Regions from separate parts of the Gossypium arboreum genome. Here regions 2 and 3 are each linked to region 1. A link is a contact called in public Hi-C data. All regions are on one chromosome and are shown on one strand. Each heading gives the region's core, a stretch centred on a gene start, on an enhancer-like site or on the middle of the called end of the contact. The rest is flanking DNA. Distances are from core to core; before and after follow the strand shown.

The links. Hi-C and Micro-C count contacts between places; a contact is called where the count stands out from the background.
Region 2: a Hi-C map of leaf shows a contact between it and region 1, with 4 times the contacts expected there. The contact joins the promoter of LOC108475968 here to the enhancer-like site in region 1. A contact is called at or near these places in 2 of 5 Hi-C or Micro-C datasets (both in leaf).
Region 3: a Hi-C map of leaf shows a contact between it and region 1, with 2.8 times the contacts expected there. The contact joins the promoter of LOC108476413 here to the enhancer-like site in region 1. A contact is called at or near these places in 2 of 5 Hi-C or Micro-C datasets (both in leaf).

The regions. Positions count from the first base shown.
Region 1 is chr3:128,068,114-128,070,813 of ASM2569848v2, reverse strand. No RefSeq gene overlaps it. Among protein-coding and RNA genes, the nearest start is that of LOC108476210, 29 kb to the right of the region's middle. Within about 2 kb of position 1,288, at least 1 of the 2 cell types and tissues checked has an H3K27ac peak or open chromatin away from gene starts, as enhancers often do. A contact at or near this core is called in leaf, where this site is marked.
Region 2 is chr3:127,995,968-127,998,667 of ASM2569848v2, reverse strand. LOC108475968 (mediator of RNA polymerase II transcription subunit 22b-like) reads left to right here and starts at 1,389. Exons shown (of 3, transcript XM_017777984.2): 1 at 1,389-1,664. The coding sequence starts at 1,518.
Region 3 is chr3:128,180,316-128,183,015 of ASM2569848v2, reverse strand. LOC108476413 (embryogenesis-associated protein EMB8) reads right to left here and starts at 1,359. Exons shown (of 15, transcript XM_017778632.2): 1 at 964-1,359; 2 at 419-521; 3 at 217-306; 4 at 59-120. The coding sequence starts at 979.

The DNA.
Region 1 (2,700 bases), core at 39-2,538:
ACTATTGATAGAAATGTTTGTAATAAAAAAACAACCATCGACATAATGTATAAGGTGAAATAAGATAATAATAAAAATATTTGCAATGTCTACTATTCCAACCTCTAAAGCATACCTCTCCATTGACATCATGATCCTATCATTGGCGACAGTATGTGGTTACCAAAGGTAGCACCAAGGGAGTTGGGAGGGCCAAGCCCCCCTAAAATGAAAAAATATTACATTGTCTCTTTTTATTATAAAAAAAATGATAAAATTTTAATTTAATTTTTTTAAAAATTATAAAAATATAAATTAATACTGTGATAAAACTATATTTTAACTCTAAAAATATATATAATCAATTCCAACTCTTTGGGAAAAAAAATTCTAACTTTGTGGTTACAATAGTGAAGGAAGATCCCTTCATCAAGCAAGTCCAAGAGGAAGAGACCAAAGCTTGAGTGAGGTAGTGTCAGCTTTCAAGAGCTTGATGAAATCAAAGTGGATCCAACGGATAGCTTGGTTTCCATTCTTGTTGTTTGACACTGACTGGATGGGGTGCTCCATCATCTCGGGGTTGACTTTGCTTGCATTGGAGCCTGCGGGGTCAATAAATTGTGTTGCATGCTCGGCATGGACGGTGTTGATTTCAAAGATAGCTTAGGCTTGGAGACAAACACCATGGGCCCATCCTCCACTCAACGTCAAAGCCTCTACCTTGGCTGCTTTCAGAATCTTGCGCTTACTTTCATTATCTTTCGTTTCTTCCTTTGGTTTCTACGTCACACACTTTCGTTGAATTAGGCCAAACAGCATGTGAACAATTTTAATTATTATTATTTTTTAAATATTTTTAACAAGGTGTAAACGTATTAATTTGTTGTTAACATGTATGTCAGTAAGTAATGTGGTTTAAATACAAAAGATTTGACCATTGAAGCTTAGAAATTGACCCCTAAAGAATTTTGATAACACAAGCTTCCGCCAATCTACGTTAGTGACATATATGCTTTTGTTTTGATAAGACAACCTCGGGTTCCTGTTGCTCTCAATTTCAATTTCCTCCATCTCCAACTTGCATAATATTCTTTCGTTTAAAAACATAAGCTCGAATTCAAGCTATCCACAATAATCTAGTAAAATCCATATATTTCTTAGGATGCAAGCTTCAAGAGAAAAAATTGTATTAATCAAAAAATTTCGGAAGTACAATCGAAGTTTGTTATTAATACCTCAATAGAGTAGCTCTTGTCACCTTTACTTCGCCCAATCACAACTTTCCTGGTTAGGGCTTTGCCTATGGGTAATACTTCTCTAACTATGCACCTCACGGACATGTGCATGTATTGCATGTGGGCCTCCCTTGACCCACTTTGCTAGGACATATGTTAGAATTCTTTTTGCTTGGATCACACGTGGGATGTTACTTGTTCCATATCAATCATATTAATACTTTTTTTTTTGAACCAATTGATACTATTATTGATTTGAAGAAGTAATAAATGTGGTTACCAGTCTAAAAAAAAAGGAAATAAAAACTGTCAAAATATGATTGGGCACCAAAACGGTGCCTTGAGAAAGCAAAAATAAACACAATTAAAAACTATTCCAGAAGCTTGTAAAGTAAAATGAAGCGGCAGACATGAAACCTTATCTCTAGTAACCCTTTTTCTCCCTCATTTGAAACCAAAAACCCCTTTGTATCAGCTATTGAAGAGACCTATTCCCTCCCAGAATCAAATCTTTCTAGAACCACAGTCTCTGTCAAAATTTCAAGTTCATCGGGCAATCAAAATCACTGAGCCCGGACTCTACCTCTTCATCTATCCTTCATAACCACCGTTTCGTCGCTCTTGATTTACCAGGTTCTCCACTACAGGTGGTACCTCTTCTATCCAGTATCGAGGGTGCTGAAATCGGATTCCTTCCTTTGCCATCTCATGAGCAGCTTTGTTGGCTTCCCTAGGTACGTGCTTGAAACACAATCTCCTAAACTTGAGAACTTTCCCCTTGATTTCTTTAATCAAACTGCTAATACACGATCGATCTTCTTCTGCAGAGTTCAGTTTTCGTATAATAGTTAGCGTATCTCCTTCAACACAAACATCCTGAAAACCCAGCTCTTCTGCCATGACAATAGCTTGTAAACACGCCCTTGCCTCGGCCATAAATGGATCTGAAATATTATCCCATGGAAAGGTACAGGCTGCCATAGGCAAACCCTCTTTATCACGTGCAATGATTCCTGAAATAGAGCTTCTTGTGATTCGATTAAATGAGGCGTCGAAATTAATTTTGATGGTGTCATTATCCGGTGGTTTCCAGACTGAGTCTTTTATGTCATGTGTATTCTGTAATATCTCCCCCATACTAGAAATTTCTGTATAGTAAGCCTTGATAAATCCAACAACTTCATGTACCTGCTCTCTGACTCTTTCATGATATAGCTTGTTGCGATTATACCAGATGACCCAGTAAGCGATAGATTTGATTTTGCATGCTTTCAGACTCTTATTTTCAAAATCCGCTACTAACCATGTTTTCCAATTGGCTTCTCTGTTGCATGTTGAAAATGGCATCTCCAAACCCCGCAAAACCTACTGTGTGAAGGAACACTCCCTAAAAAGATGGTCCACCGACTCCTCCTCAGATCTGCATACCGGGTATAAAGGATTGACAACCAATTGACGAGCTTTTAGATTATGCAAAGTGGGTAAA
Region 2 (2,700 bases), core at 140-2,639, 72 kb after region 1:
ATAAATTAGTTTCTTATATATAATTTTTATAAAAATTTAAAAATATGAGTTTAAAATTTAAATTTATGGTTGAGTTGATTTCGTGAGCATATTGGATACCAATTTGATTGAAAAATTATTAAACTACTTTTACATACTTGAAATTAGTTACAAATTTGCGTATATTGAGATTTAAATTCATTCCACCAATATCTATAAAATCTTTTTTATCACTTCAACTAACATTTGATTTTGATATTTTATACATTTCAATATTATTACACAAATTGTTTCACCAACATAATTTGTATATATTGATAATGTCGTTTATTAAATTGGTGTTACAAGTTAACTCAATACCGACTTAAAAAATTTATAATACCATGATAAACAATTGAACTATATTTAATATTCTTAACATGAAACATTTACCTATTTATTACTCACAATTTAAACTATTTTTATTTTAATTTAATACATATTACATGTGTTATTATAATTTGTTTCAAACTATACGTTTAATTATTTATTATATTTTATTTTTAAACTAACGCATACATTCTAAATGTGTGATAAAATTTCAGATATAAATAAAATGAGCTTTTCTTCTAAATGACATAGGTTCAAAGTTACAACTCTTTATATTTAAAGATGGGTAAAAGACATTTATAATTTTATAATTATTTATAAATTTCTAATATTTTTATGAGTTTTATAGCTTATATTTTAACAATTAAATTTTTCTAGAATTTTAATAATTTTACTTAAATAATTAATTAAGTCCTTAGTAAAATAATAAAAATTCAATTAAGCCCTCGTAAAATGATAAAAAAAATTTAATTAAGCTCTCTAAATCATCATTTTTTCATGTTAACTTGTCATGTCAACTACCACACTACCCGCTATGTCAGTAGTAAATGACTGTTAGGGGCTTAAATGAAAAATGAATTCTAAAGGTTTAATTGGGTGTAATTTTTGATGAGGAGTTTAATTGAAGGGCTTATTTGATATTTTAACCTAGTTTTTAATTTATTAAATATCAATTGTTGTTGTGAAATTAAAAAAACACCATCACTAATATATCAAATAATTTACCAAAGAACGTGTTTAAAAAAACTAATTAAAGGCCTTCAAGAAAATAAAAGGTCTTGAAAGAAAGGAAAAACCTCAAAAAAAAAAAAAAATCAAAAAGCCAATTGAACCCTTATGAAAAATGTGCAGCTCATTGAGTCCTCTGTGAGTAAAAAAAATTAATTAGTCAGCAGTCACCCAAAACTAAATTGGGTGGTATTTTTCGTAAAGGCTCAATTGATTTATTAGTGAGGCGTAAGTTGTATTTGGGCTTGGCATTCAATAGTTGGGCTGTGGCCTTTTCTTTTCCAACTTTTTATTTGATATACTAGTACTACATCCCAAAATAATTTCCTTAATTTCCCTTACTCTCCCATATTTTACTTTGATCCAACTTTGCACAATTTTGTTTCCCGTAACCCATCCTCTGTTGTGCGTGTGTGTGTGTGTGTGTGCTTTTTACATCAATGAACAAAGGAACGGGAGTGGGAACTGGACCGACGGCGGCGGCTGCAGCGGCGGCGGCACAGAAGCAGAAAACTATGATGCAGCGAGTGGAAACCGACATCGCCGTCATCGTCGACAACTTCACCCAGCTTGTTAATGTTGCCCGGGTAAATCTCTCTTTACTTCAAAGCAATTACTACAAATTCTTCGAGTTTAAAGAGTCTTATGTCAAGATTCTTAAACTCCCCTAAACCGGTTTTTCATTTCGTTTCTGATTTTGAATTTACAAGTTAGCGGTGGGAAATTGGAACCTTTTCACTTTTAGGATAAGCTTTCACTTTATTTGCCCTGTAAAATGTTGGAAAGCTTTTACTTTTACTCATTTACAAAATTCCATTTTGTGAAGATATATCCCTTTTTTTGGTTGTACAATGTGTTATATAGTTGAATATGGATGATTCTTGTATATTTGGAAATGAATTTATGTAACACCCGAAGAAAATAATTTAGGTTTCTGGGGGGAGCTAGTGTAAAATAGGTTACCTTGGGTATTGAACCTGAATTTGGTGAAAGTATCACTTATAGGACATCTGTTGGATAAAAGATTTTGTCATTAGATTGGTTTTATAATATTTTTTTTCCTTGGAATGAAGTTGTTCCTTGTGCATGTTCTACTGAGTGTTAAGGTTTTTTATAATCCTATTATTATTTTTTTCTATGGTATTAAATTGGTCATCATTTAACTCCTTCCTATGGGAATATAATTTGCTGGCTGCTCCATCTTCCTTTTCTTTAAAAAGTAGGTGATAACAATTTCAACTACTAATGCAGTGAATGTGGTCATGGAGAGTGAGGGTTAAGGAGGGAAACACTAGTGTTGATCATTTAAAAGCACATCATTTTGTTTGATGCATTAAGATCTTGATTAATCATTTGTGGAAGCTGTCGTTTATTTTGATGTCAAATCTATACAGATTCTGTCTACCATGGTGAACTGATGTGTTCCTTGTAACCTGGCTTGTTAGACTGTGACTTTCTGGTGAAAGTTCAACTGAATTAGAACAATTGGTTAGTTGCATTTGATTAATCTTGTTTTGTTAGTTGTTGCTTTTGTCTAGGAACTACTTTGTGGCTTGTTGGTAGCTCAGTTGAGGAAGCATTATTCTCTTTGGAAATCCTTTTGTCTAATACGAGAATCTATTG
Region 3 (2,700 bases), core at 110-2,609, 110 kb before region 1:
TGAATTTTTCTAGTAGTTATTATGTCTACCATAATATCATCAAAAGTTTTGCACTTACTATCAGAACTTGTAAGCCAATCTAGAGCTATGGTTCCACCATCAGAAGCATGAAAAAGTTGTCTGAGGAAACAGAGGTCTTTGTGAGATAAAAAGCACATGGGCCAACATATATATATTCTAAATCCAACATTAAAAAGATCGGAAAAATTTTAGGACCTGCGGTAGCTGAAAGCAGGAGGATTCCCGAAGAAATTGAGAAAAGCAGTCTGAAAATGAGGACTTGATAACCACGGTGTTGCTAAATACCTGCAATAATTTACCAAATCAACCCCCCCCCCCCCCAAAAAAAAAAAATCATGATTGAGAGTGAAAGAAAACAAATTTGTGGGTAAACTAGAAAAAGGAGGAAAAAGGGTACCTGCCATGAAGGATCTTGCACTTGGAAACCACGCCATGGTAGATATGGGAAGTGGGGTGAAAGGTCAAAGCAACCGGAGCACCTCGGAATCCACTGAAAAAGCCTTGGAAGAAATGAAATTCCAGGAAATTGTAAAGGAAAACTACCCAAATCACCATAAACGCAATTACATAATGCAAAATAGGAATCAAACAAAGGGCTCGGAATACTTCTTTATATGCATTGAGGGATGATTCATCCCATGAAATCGACCAATCCATTTGATTAAAATTTGGAGAAAACATGAATGGTTAAATCAAAAAAAAAAACTTGAAATTGGGGAAGAAGCAGTACATACAGAAATTGGAAAAAAAAAGTTGCCTTTCTTTTTTAATGGTTTTCCAGAATTAATGGAGAGAGGGAAAGTAGGAGAAAATTATGGTGAAAATTTCTTTGGGGGTTTGATTTTCTGTTTGGGTGAAGAAAAAAAATGATGACAGTTGAGAGTTTGGTGAGTGAATTTATGTCAAAAAAAATAAAAACTATGGCTCTATCATCAATCATACCGCAACTAATGAACATCTGACAAATGTTTCAGCTTTTGTATCAGAGAAACCAGGTAAAAATCGTTCAACACAATGCTTGGTATAAATAAAATATAATGAGTAGAACCATATCACCAATGCTGATATAGCAGCCAACCTCAAATTATAATAGAAATAAGTTGCTTACCAGGATCAGAGTGAGATTTCCGTTCGGCTATAAGTAACAGCCGGGCCCTTCCACCATTGGTGTTTAGGGTGACCATCAAGATGTCCCCATGGAACTAACTTTGATGGTCATAGTTGGCAGCCTTTTTTTTTTTTTTGTGTGAAAAACAATCAAATTGATCAAAATCACCCCTAATTTTATATTGATTTAGAACTTTTACGGTATTATCGATACTTCATCATAAACTAGTAGGCATGTGCTCTCATCTAAGCTTAATTTAGTCAAATAGTCGGCAACTCTAGTATCTACTTTGAGAACATGTCAAATCAGTAAAAAATTATTTATAAGGCTTGAACTACCTTTAAATTGTCAATATGAATCATAGCTCTATTAAATCCATTACTAAGTGAAGTAAGCACGCCATCCAAAATACTTTAAAGTTCGGCCTCAAAGACCATGCATTTCTCGAGATATGGGTTATATCCGAAGATCAATTTTTTATTCCGATCTTGCAACACTCCACCAGTAGACGCTGGTCTATACCCTCTATCCATTGCACCATTAATGAATAAGTGCACCCAATTCCCTGATAAGGAAGTTTGAGTATTAGAGTCATGAACATTTAACTTTACCTCATTATGGTTCAACTCATACTGTTGTGCCCAAGTATAAGAGACTCTAACAATTTCAAGGGCATTGCAAGTTATGCCTTGAAAAATAAAAAGATTCATATTCTTCCAAATACGCCAAGCAATTATCCCAAAAAGACAAGACCAAGTTGTCCCTCCTTTAGGTAATCTCGTGGAATAACAAAGATTGGAAGTTAACCAATTCTGTAAGTCCTCAGAAAAGAACATATTATGTTGGTCAAGTGGGACAACTTGCATCCACAACTCTTTTATTGTTGAGCAATCTCGTAACACATGCAAAATATTCTCTGTTTCATGATTGCAAAGTGAGCAAGAACTATTGTGCCCAACTCCTCGTCGAACACGCTCCATGTTAGTAACCAACCTTTGCTTGAAAACAATCCAAAGAAAAATTAATTCCTAGATAGTATTATGATTATGTCGTAAAGAAAAAAAAACGAGTGAGGCTGATAATGTTTGGAAACAACAAGAAATGATCTATTTCAAAAGGCAAGAATCAGAATTGTTATGTGCATGATTCGTGCATTATGTTTCATGAATTATGAAGCAATGGCAGCTACGACTCTCATTGTATTTACATGCTCTTTTTTTCCTTTCGTATTTCAATTAATAGTTTTTTTTGTTTGTTTTCTTCTGTTACACATATGTACACACTCGCACTTACTTTTTCTTTTTGTTGCGAACATGTAAAAGCGCGTGCGTGTATACTTTGCCTTACTTACACTTCCCTCCACCCTCTTTATTTTTCATTATGGTTCATTTTATTCTACGAACAAAAATTAATTTCCAAATGATATTATGATTATGGTGTAAATAAAAACAAAACATGGGTGAGATTGATACTATTTGGAAACAATAAGAAGTGATCTACTACAGAAGGCAAGAATTAAAACTATTATGTGCATGAATCGTGCATTATTAGTGCATTATGTTTCATGCATT